4 separate regions of the Zea mays genome follow, and regions 1, 2 and 3 are each linked to region 4. The links are chromatin contacts, called in public ChIA-PET and Hi-C maps. All regions are on one chromosome and are shown on one strand. Each heading gives the region's core, a stretch centred on a gene start, on an enhancer-like site or on the middle of the called end of the contact. The rest is flanking DNA. Distances are from core to core; before and after follow the strand shown.

Region 1 (2,766 bases), core at 120-2,619, 370 kb before region 4:
TGGCGATTACCTGCTCGTTTATGGCTTCCTTGCCATCGCCACCTGCTCTGCTTGCCATTTTCCTAGTGATGCAGATAACCGGAGAACAAAATCACTAACGGCAAAAGCCCATGAAGAAAATTGCAGCTTTTAAGCACAGGTGCAAGACTGCAAGCTAAGAGTTCAAGATAAAACAATTAAAGCCAAACACATCGACATTTCCGTAGCACTAAATAGAGAACTATCATAAACATCACCAAGCAAGCAATATAATCAAACAAGCAGTAACCAAGGATAAGGAAGTTTTTTTTTTTAAAAAAAATAGCGTTACAATTTAAGAAATATGAGCAAATGGGGAAAATATTTTATATGCTATGCTGCGAAAAGTAATGTTCAGCACTTTGTAATCACCTCATCAACTATTTGAGTAAACTTGGTTGCCTGCCTCTCGTAAATCATACTACCAGAATTTGCCTCAGTTTTTGCAGGCAGTATTGGGCTGTGCACAACTAAATAACAGTCTTGCCTATTAAGTCAGTAAATTTGTCCTCGCAAAAAGAAAAAAAAAACTAAGTAGATTTACAGCTTGCTCGAGATGTAAGGAGGAATTTGTTATAAGAAAGCGATGCAGATCCTAGCTGCTAACCGTTTTATGACCATAACGGTATAATAAGCATTCAAACACAGGCTTCATGCTCCCTGCTGTAACGGGAATGGAGGAAGAGTAATAACATATCGAAAAGGATAGTTAACTGGCATAAACATTTAATGAGCATAGCAAATCCTATTCACGTAGCCCAGAAACCAATAATAAAAATAAAAATACTACCGCATAACACAAACTGGCCAAGAAAGAGAGAAAACTTGCATAGCAGAGCAATTCATCAGCCTAACATCTACTGGCACCATTCTCCGTTACTAATGACGCAACTTTACTGGCACATGATCGATAATCCAAGAAATAATAAAAACAGTGATTCCTCCCGGACACAAGCACTAGCATCACCTCAAAGCGGCACTATTATTTCTGGATGTAAGTGGGAGATGTCAAAAGCTAATACAGGACATACATTCATCACAGGGTTTTATTCAGCAAATAGTGACCCAGACGCAAATTCCCGAAGTTGGTAGGCATAACACTTGTAAATTAGTAGATCAGAAACAGATCCGAGTACACATACAGATAGTAGACAAATGGGTCAAGTTAGGGTTACGAAGCTCGGTTTCTCACAGAAGTAAGGGGGAGAAGGGGTGAACATACCTGTGGGTGCTAGTTCGTCGCCGGCGAAGGTACTGCCGAAGACCTGGGCGCCTGGCGTAGGGCGGCGGCGGTCGCGCAGCTGTCCCCACGAGCGAGAGAGAGCACGGCGCGCGCACGCGGCGTGTAGGGGAGAGAACTAGAGAAGGCAGGTAGGCACTAGACTGGGCAATAAAAAAAAATTGCCTGGGCCTGAGGCAGGCCTGGATGGGCCATGGGGCCTTTTTTTCCATCAGTCCAGGTCTCCAGGAGATGCTTCTGCGTAAATACTCTACGAGGGAAAAAAAAGACTAAGGGCATGTACAGCGCTCTTAAATGAGTCGTCTGTATGATGCCATGTCACAGAAATTTGCTTACGTGGACTATAATAAAAAGAAGGAAGAGGAGCTTGCCGTCGTCTCGTGCTCACATGCCAAGCGACGGCCTCATCTACCGTTGTACGAACAGGAGCATCTTTCACCAGAACTTCTCATCTCATATAGAAACCATTAAGGGCCTTAAATGAATTATAAATAATATATACATGATGTAAATAGACAGGTGATTGTACGAGCTGTCTATTCATCCGTCTGCATGTACTTTTCAAAAAAACTTGTAGATGGTAGCCGTCTGTGCACTGTACGTGCCCTGAATTATCCGTCTCAACTGTTGTCCAATTTTTCTGATTAAAAAACAGCTATTTTTAAGAATTAAAAGCATCTCCAACACACTAGTCAAATGATCCATTAAGCTAAATTTTAGCTGTTTAATATCAAAATAATCATCAACTCGCTAAACGATCCGGCTCAAAGTTAGCTCTCTCGCTAACTAAACTTGGCTAGCCACTCCAGCTAACCAAACTAACTTGTCTGTCTATTAGAGAGTCTATTGCAATAAATTGTGACATATAGAGTTTAATCTTTCTCAAAGGTAAATAGAGAGTCAAATAAAGTGTCAAAAATAGAGAATCCCTTAGAGATGCTCTAAGCCTACATAACCCCTTACCTTTAGAGAATGGTCAACTTCACACCATTATCTTCAAAATCAGTTGTTTAGCACCTTCAAATTAATAAAAACCACACAAATAACAACCTAGTCAGTTTAATAAAAACCACACAAATAACAACCTAGTCAGTTTTAGTTGACGATCATTCGACACTGATTTAATTGGTACCCGTTTTGTCTTTTCAATTATGTCTTCTACTAATATCCAAAATTTATATAATTCTATACAAAAATTAGTAATCATATATCATATTCGTACCATTTTTCTAAAATTTTAGGATTACCATATCAATTACTAAAAATAAAAAACTACAATAAAAGAGCTTAATGTTTTGTCTCTGGTTCATTTCTTATCTTATGAGGCTAAACATTTTACTAGAGCAAAAATAATATTGCCGGTACCCCATAAATGGGGTCTTCTACTGTGTCTAAGACAGAGACTTGCGTGGTTAGCCTTTTAACCACACGCTAAGGAACTGAGCAGCCAGGCCCACGGGACCAGACTCGTTTGTTAGGATCGCTGGCCTCAGGACCTGCTCCAGGTT
Region 2 (2,700 bases), core at 46-2,545, 470 kb before region 4:
CTAGCGTCTGGTAGGTTCTCAGCGAACCGGCACCTCCGAATAGCCTAAGGCCAGGAGGTTTCTTGCTCGCCATCTGTTGAGACTGAGCCATGAGGACACAAGTTTCGCTGAGAAAGGTCACCGCCGTGCAGCTAGCGCCGGCTGCAGGGACGCTTCTGGAACCAGCAACGATTACCTACCACCTGAAAGAAAGCAACCAAGGGAGATGTGATCAGGATAACAAGCCCGGCGCAAGGAGACACAAGATGATATGGTTGCTACTCTTAATTCGTAATAACAGTATGCAACCAACAATCATGCTCTAGAAGGTTGGAAAACAGTGATCTCAATCTCAATGCCGCCTCGTGCAGCCGTTTCATTTACATTACACCACAAAGATGCACCGAAATGATCCAAAGCATCTCAGCATATTTCGGGAGACAAATTGATCTGCTTATTTATTATTAGCCAAATTCAATGGTGACAGGTGCAACTGTGCAAGACATTTGTTGATCTTGTTCATTAGCAACCCTGACCCTGGATCAGAGACAATACAGCGATCAAATTTGCATGTCCCTAAACGCCCCACGGATCAAAATTTCATCGAATTCATGCTCATAACTCCTAATATTAGCCCAGCCGCATCTATACCAGCCGATAAACTAAGGATTATTCCCCCGAAGTCTCAACTCTGACTCCCTCAAGCAGCATATTCTCTGAAACCTGCACAGGGACAGGGAGGAAGTTTTCCAAGTGGACGCAGGTAAAAAGGTGATCTTGACACTCGGACGCCCAACGTCCCTGCAAATATTTCACAAGTCCAATCACGGGAGCCGTGCTGTGACCCCACCCTATTTCCAGCTCTCAACAGTCAACACGTATGATCTCACACCTGACGCAACGCACGACCCCAAGTCCAGGGCTGGGAAAACACAACCTTTTGCCCCAGAAACTCCCTATCGACCCGTCAGGCCGTCACCAAAAATTTCCCCACCCGAAACCCCTCCCCTGAACGAACCCATTGCAGCGGCACAAACCCACTGCACACACACCACCGTGAAAAGAAAAATAGCATCGGAGAAGCAATAGCACAAGCTGCGGATTCGGCTCAGAACCGCCGCGGAGATCAAGAACAGGACAGAGCACGGACCTGGTGGGGTGGGGGTGCTCCCGGAGCAGCGGCCGATCTTCGCCGGGTCGGACGGGCGGCCGATCTTCGCCGGATCGGATTGGGCGGCCGCGCAAATGCACACGCGACGCGGCGGAACCACGCAACGGGGACCGTGCGGTTCTTTCTTGTTCGTGGTGGTGTCCTCGAGCTCGGTTTGGGTGGTGCGAGTGCGAGTGGGAAGTCACCGAGCGAGGGCATTTATTGGAAGCTGTGCCGGGTAGATTTTACGGTGCTGCCCTTGGACGGAACTGGTAAGTTAGTAACGTGTTTTTTGGCCGTAGACCGCGCTCACTCACACGACGGTTTCCGCTGGCAGTTTGGTAAACCAAGGCGAGGGCAATTAGGTAAAGTGGGGGGGGGGGGGGGGGGGGGGGAACTACTAGCGTATGCGTATACAGAGTTCCCAAGTCCGGTTTGGAAACTCCACGGCCTCACTTTTTGTGTTATCTGGCGTCCATTGTCTCTTATCCACGTTGGAAGAAGCTGTTTATCCTGATTTCCCATGTGCAGTCCAATATCGTCATGTCCTTTTTAAAATATATACCTTCTAGATTTTATAAGTTAGATTATAGTTGAAGAGTAAGAGATAAAATATTACTTTGACATCATAAATAAGTTAGAATTGCTTGATTTATTTTAGCTTATTTGTGATGTTAAAGTGATATTTTACTCTTCTACCCTTATAATATAATCTAAACTAGAAAAAGAGTAAACGTATCCTAGGTCATTACAGTTTTTTATTTGTCATGGTCATGGATGAAACGCATGGAGCCAGGTGCACAGTGAGCGCAACGCCCGAATTTTTTGTATTTTAGCCCTTAAACAGAAGTAAAATCACGTTTAGACCTAAAAAATTTTTAAATGCAGTTTTGGACCCTTAGCTCGGCGCCATAGCCTGTGGCGCCGAGCTAACACAGCTCGGCGCCACAGCCTATGGCGCCGAGCTTCGTGACGTGGCAGCCCGCGTGGCACCTAGCTCGGCGCCACAGATCTTGGCGCCGAGCTAGGAAATATCCGCCAGACGCCTTTCTCTCTGCCCGTTTCCTCTGTTGTTCAGTAACCGCGCCGAGCCCACCGCCGCCGTTGGGAAAACGCCGCCGCCCCGTCGCCGTCGCCTTCTCTCCGGCCACCCGCACGCCCAGGTCCGGCGGCGCGGCCGCCCTACTCTCCGGCCTCCCCGCCCTCCCAGCGCCGGCGAGCTACGCCGAGCTCGCCCGCCCCGCCCGCCTACCTCGCCTGGGCCGGCCGCCGCCGAGCTCCCCGGCCACCGCACAGCCTGCTCGCCGAGCTCCGGCCCCGGCAGCTCCCTCCCCGTCCACCGCGCTGCCTGCTCGCCACCGGCCGGCCACCGCTCCAGCCCCGGCAGCTCCTTCCCCGGCCGCCGCGCGCTCACTGCCTGCCCACTGCCGCCCCTGGTATTTTTTTTTTAATTTCTTAGTTAGTAAACTCTTAGGGTTTGTTAGTGATTAGTAATTAGTTAGCTATCCAATTATTTATTGTTTAGTAAATAGTTAGCTTTTTTGTTGTTAGTGTTTATTAAAATAGTTAGC
Region 3 (2,700 bases), core at 101-2,600, 300 kb after region 4:
CACAACGCTTTGAACTAGGAACTTGTCCTTGCACTGCATGTCAGGTGGTGAAGCCTTCTGTGCTTGCATTGTCACTAACAACAGACAAAGGTTAAGCAGACATAAGTACAAATTTGAGTCACGTTAAGTGGATTTCCTAGCATCAGGCTGTTGTTTCACAATGTCATGGATTTCGGTGCTACCTGTAACATTGCAAGTTGAGCCAGGTAATACAACACCAATATTAGGACGCACACAGTACTGCTTTGGGTTGGTTGTTTTGACCTACAAATCACAGATAAGATATAAGATTTGTGTCTACAGTGCAATCTATCCAAGTGAATATCTTGGACTCTTGGAGCATGAAAAGTGACATTGAACAATAGTTACCTTGAATGCTACATAATGGTCAGTCTTATTGGTCAGTTGCATGGAACACGAGCTCTGCCTCATTATCTCAACTGTCATGTACAAACAAAAATAAAAAACAGTTCAGGCACATAGCAGGACAGTTTAACCTACTGTATAGTCAATTGAAAGACCTATAACGCATTGCAGTTATTTCAAGCTAAGCAGGCAGACAATGACCAGAGTCAAAAGCGGCGCCAAATATACAGGCAAATTTTATTTCACGCTACCACACGAAAACAAACAGCGCACACCAATACAGTTACAACGCAATCTTTTGTACTAGATCCCAAAGCCCCGGAAAGGCCAAATAACTACCAAAACGACGAGTCACCACTCACCACTCACCACACACAATGCACACCGGAAGCGTGCACCAAGAATCAAACAAATCTGGCCCACTCAAACCCCCAGCAGACGAACAGATCGGCACACAAATACTAGCACACGTCATTCGAATGATGGGCGCAACCTACTGCTACAAGAAGGCACGATTCTACAACCCACTCCACGAACCAAGCTGATTAGGGGGTAGCAAGTCCACCTAGGGAGGATCGCCGACCATGTTTCCCTACCAAGATCACAGCTTTGACCAAGATCCAATAAAAGGAACAGTTACGTCAGCATCCCAACATGATCCAAACAGCCTAGATACGAGATCTGGGAGAACTTACAGGGGAATGCGAGCTCCGACGGCTGGATCTCGAGGAAACTCACGCTTCCGCCGCCGCTCATGGCTGCTTCCTTGCTCGATCCCTGATCCAGCAAGCCCTCCTCCTCTGGCAGGGACGGAGCAAATCAAGAGCTCCGCCACAAATCCGACCCGAAAGGAATCGAATGCGAAAGGCAACAGCGCCGGGCCCTCTGATCGATGGGAACCAGGAGGGGAAATCCCGAAAGGAATGATGAGAAGGAGAGATGGGAAATTCCGGTCGCCCTCCTGCCTCGCTGCAGTGCCGGGCATAAAAAAAAAGAAGGTTGCAGCAGAAATGTGTTTAAGGCATGGGGTCATTTCCCTTGATGAACTACCGTACGAAATGACGGTTCTACCCTTTGGTTGGTGGCAAACTGGACTATGCAGCAGCTGAGCTGGATGGATCCGTGACGTGGTGGCTTTACACCGTGCGCAGCTGGCTGCCAAATGTTCAGGTACAGGTCGGAACATGCAGTTGCATCACTGTGCAGCCTTCAATTGCTTATGGATCAGATTCAGCTGTGAAACGATATAATACAATATTAGGTTGGTCAAATCCTTATGCTAAACCTTCGTTAAAATCAAATGCATTCTTTCTTAAGTTTGGTTGTTTTCAAGGAACTTGCAAAAAAAAATACAGATTCAAACAAATACAAGGGCAGGCCCAATGGTTAGTAAAAAAACAGTGGTAAGAGATATGCAAATCTCATTAAATACTAGGACTAAACCTACCTAAGCATTTTGCAAAGCACCTACATCAATGACATAATGTTTTTGTAAGAATTTTTTATGGCTAGAGCATAAATGGACGCGCCTCAACTCTCCGCACATTTTTCTTAGTTGAAGCATACCCTTCCTAAGAAAAAGTGTAAATAGCCCCAACTCTAAAAGCTAGCCATTACAAACTTTTCTAAGAGCGTCGGGCCAAGAGATGAGTATCAGACCATTAATGTCGACTATAAGGTGCTTCTGTTCAATTTAGTGAGTGTGAGACTCTGAGAATGAGCGCCAGACCATTAATTAGGAAGCGAATGGACGACGCCTTTCTTGTGATCGCTCCCTCCGCCTCTCATGCTCTGCGTCATCCGGCACGGCGCTCCGACGACGAGCGAATGGACGAGACGGAACGAGACACGACGCGGGGGAGAGAATCGACGCGAGTTAGCAGCGGTTGGTCGTGTGTGGGCCCACCCGCCCGACGGCGGCGCCTTCTCTCTTTGGTTATTACAAACACAAACATGAGGCTTTGTTATCATACTTTACACATAAATATAATGTCATTACATAAATTGATTATAGATTTAAGCATGTCAGTTCGACTAACAAGAAAAAACATCTAGTGCCAGTATTGTTTGTAGGAGCTACATATTAAGATATTTTTACCATTTTCAGCAATTTATAGTTTAGAGCTTTGTTAGGCCATGTACACGTAGGTTCTCTTTTGTGAGTGTATATTTGGATTTTGGAATTAGGTAGTTTGGGATAACAGTGGACGTAGCTTTCACATCTTTTAGTGCATGGTATGCTGTGATCATACGCAGTAGTGATTGATTTTGGCGGAAAGTTATTTATGGCTTTGATTTTTTTTCTTGGAATGAACTTGGTCTGCCATCTTTCTT
Region 4 (2,737 bases), core at 43-2,542:
CCTCGCAATTGACGCCATCAGAGAAGATCTTCTCTCGGATGGATCCGCGATGCGGTGCAAGACCCCTTCTTGATCCGTAATGCAGGAGAGGGATCTAAAGCAGAACACCTCACCGACATTGAAGGTGACCGGGGTATTGAAGATGATAGCCATGCTTTTGACCAGGACAACGTCGTTGACTGTGACTCGATGGTACGCGCAAGAGCACGTCGAATCACACGAAGGTTTATATAGGTTCAGGCCGCTAGAATGCGTAACACCCTATTTTTTGTCGAGGCTATGTATTGGAGTTTCACTGGTGTATACAGATTATAGGCGAACTGTGGGTGGTGGAGGATGAGTTCTCCTGCTGGTCTAATGGTGCGTGGTTGCTATGAAAATGTTAATGAGCTACGGGATAGTGTTGGGATGTGATGAGATAAGATGCTTTCGTAGGGGTACCCCTCGGCCTTATATAGATGACTAGAGAGTTATTCTTTTACAGGTTGTCACTATCTAACTCTACCCGAATTCCTTTACGGGTTGTCAATATCTAACTCTACTGGAATCCTCTTTTAACGCAAGATGCATTCATGCTTATTCGAAGTTCGGTCACTTTTTCAGTCGAGTTAACGCCGAGTGTTTAGCTCTTCAGATGTGTGCAACCTCTTCGCGCGAGACATCAACGTTCCGGTCTGCGCATAACCCAGACATCCGGTCTCTATTTCCTTGGGTCAAGCTCGTCCGATCTAGGCCTGGTTGTGATTCGAGGGTTTGTCTTGCTAGACATGCCATTGGGAGCTCATGAAGCGTTTATGTGTTCATAAGAACACAGAGAATATTTATCTCCTACACAACCAAACACCCCCTTAATATCACTCAATTCACATAGAGAAAGGCGGGATGAACTGAGCCTACAACGGCTGTATGGGCTTATTTACACCGCATATTGAAGCCCAACTCACGATGTTTATTTCCACAGAGCAGACCCACAACAGTACAACGGGCACTCATCAGGCAGCATATGTCCGAGTCCGATACAGTCAACCAATCGAACTTGCCTCCGTGTTGACCCAGCACACTAGGCGGTACACCGCTCTCCCACACCGTACGTCCCTCATCCAACGTTCCACACTCGCTCCATAAGCGGTTCCGCATCGCCGCACCCAGTCCACATAGGGCAACCAACCTTCCCCACCGACTTTACCTGTACCACCATACACCGGTCTCACGCGCCCACGCTGTCTTAGCCATCCAGCGCAGGATAGCACCCGCGGCGCACGCTACGTCTATAAATAGACCCCCACCCCCTCTCCATCGAGTTCTTTCCCCAGAGGCACCCTCAATCCCCTTTCCCCTCCTCCCTCCAGACTCTCGGAGGCGGGCGCGCGGATCTGTCGGCCGGGGCCGATCCAGTCGATTCCACCGGACAAGGCCGCCAAAAACACACTCGCTCGACGCAGCGAGCGGGGCCGGCCCTTCGTGCCGCGGGGCGCCCGGTGGCGAGGGCCGCAGCGCGCAGCGATCTGAAACCCTAGGTGGTGGTGGGCGCCGCCGCCGTGTGTAGACGCGATGGATGCGAGGTTCCCGTACTCGCCGGCCGAGGTGGCCAAGGTCGAGTTCGTGCAGTTCGGCATCCTCAGCCCCGACGAGATCGTAATACCCCTCGCCTCCCTCCCCTCCCCTCGCTGCTACTGTCATTCGAGCGGGTCGAGGGTTGAGTTGAGTGAGTGGTCAGCCTTAGTGTAGCTGGACTAGCTGTTTGCTAGTCTACCAGTACCACCCCATTTCCAGTGCCAGGAGCCCAGGATCCTAGTTCAGGACATGTTTTGGTGCAATTCGTGCCTGATTTGAGCTTCATTGCCCTATTTCCTGATTTGGTCTAGTTGAAATCGAGCAATTCTGAATCTGTAGTATAAGCGCACAACCGTACAGACCTTCATCCCTACAATCTGAGCTTCATCATCAGGGGAAAAAAACCGAAATGTATAGGTTTTGCTTCTTGATGCCTGGAACTATGCATATAAACTGCTGGAACAGTATTGTGCAGAGATGAAATGTATGGTTGAGTTTGGAACCTTAGCAGTTCTGCTTTGTTCTTGGGTTTCAAGTAATATGATGAATTAATTCATGTACTGTTGTGAATTGTGATCGACACAGCTCATGATAGACCTTGAATTTTGTTGTTGTTTGCCTTATTTTTTGGGCACATGCATGTTCTTAAGTGACGCGATCTGTTTCGTATAGTATTGTTCTGATCTGGCTGAGTTCAACTTCGGCTGAAACAGCTGTGTGTTCCATATGAACACAGCAGAAATTCCATGGTAGTTAGCAACAAGATGACGTTACTACCGAGTTTCTTTAACTGTATAATTTATTCTGCCGAATAGAAACGCTTCATTAAAACATTATTCTGGTTTGTTTGCACGTGGCGTGCGAGGAACAGGTTTCTGGGGATAGAAACTAATGACTGTTTCTTTCTTCCTGCTTTTGTAGAGACAAATGTCGGTGATTCAAATAGAACACGCAGAGACCATGGAGAGGGGCAAACCGAAGCCTGGTGGGCTCAGTGACCCTCGATTGGGGACTATCGACCGGAAAATTAAGTGCGAGACATGCATGGCAGGGATGGCAGAGTGTCCAGGCCACTTTGGGCACCTTGAGCTTGCCAAGCCGATGTTCCACATCGGATTCATTAAGACTGTGCTCTCCATCATGCGTTGTGTTTGCTTTAACTGCTCCAAGATCCTCGCGGATG

What was found. A called contact is a pair of places that touch in the nucleus more often than the background predicts. ChIA-PET counts read pairs in DNA pulled down with a chosen protein or histone mark.
Region 1: a Hi-C map of bundle sheath shows a contact between it and region 4, with 4 times the contacts expected there. The contact joins the promoter of LOC100282755 here to the promoter of LOC541967 in region 4. A contact is called at or near these places in 6 of 25 Hi-C or Micro-C datasets (bundle sheath, ear, leaf and 1 more) and 1 of 3 datasets of contacts at active chromatin or transcription factors (seedling).
Region 2: a contact with region 4 is called in a Hi-C map of leaf, with 8 times the contacts expected there. The contact joins the promoter of LOC100281074 here to the promoter of LOC541967 in region 4. A contact is called at or near these places in 5 of 25 Hi-C or Micro-C datasets (bundle sheath, ear, leaf and 2 more).
Region 3: an RNA polymerase II ChIA-PET map of seedling shows a contact between it and region 4, with 5 times the contacts expected there. The contact joins the promoter of LOC100286234 here to the promoter of LOC541967 in region 4. A contact is called at or near these places in 6 of 25 Hi-C or Micro-C datasets (bundle sheath, leaf, leaf mesophyll and 1 more) and 1 of 3 datasets of contacts at active chromatin or transcription factors (seedling).

The regions. Positions count from the first base shown.
Region 1 is chr10:80,678,447-80,681,212 of Zm-B73-REFERENCE-NAM-5.0, forward strand. LOC100282755 (prefoldin subunit 2) reads right to left here and starts at 1,370. Exons shown (of 2, transcript NM_001155661.2): 1 at 1,241-1,370; 2 at 1-62. The coding sequence starts at 58.
Region 2 is chr10:80,584,994-80,587,693 of Zm-B73-REFERENCE-NAM-5.0, forward strand. It overlaps LOC100281074 (glycerol 3-phosphate permease), which reads right to left and starts at 1,296. Exons shown (of 3, transcript NM_001370688.1): 1 at 1,130-1,296; 2 at 1-182. The coding sequence starts at 91.
Region 3 is chr10:81,353,197-81,355,896 of Zm-B73-REFERENCE-NAM-5.0, forward strand. LOC100286234 (vesicle-associated membrane protein-associated protein A) reads right to left here and starts at 1,351. Exons shown (of 8, transcript NM_001159122.1): 1 at 1,062-1,351; 2 at 370-440; 3 at 183-264; 4 at 1-74. The coding sequence starts at 1,122.
Region 4 is chr10:81,050,404-81,053,140 of Zm-B73-REFERENCE-NAM-5.0, forward strand. LOC541967 (DNA-directed RNA polymerase II subunit 1) reads left to right here and starts at 1,293. Exons shown (of 14, transcript NM_001305817.1): 1 at 1,293-1,635; 2 at 2,476-2,737. The coding sequence starts at 1,552.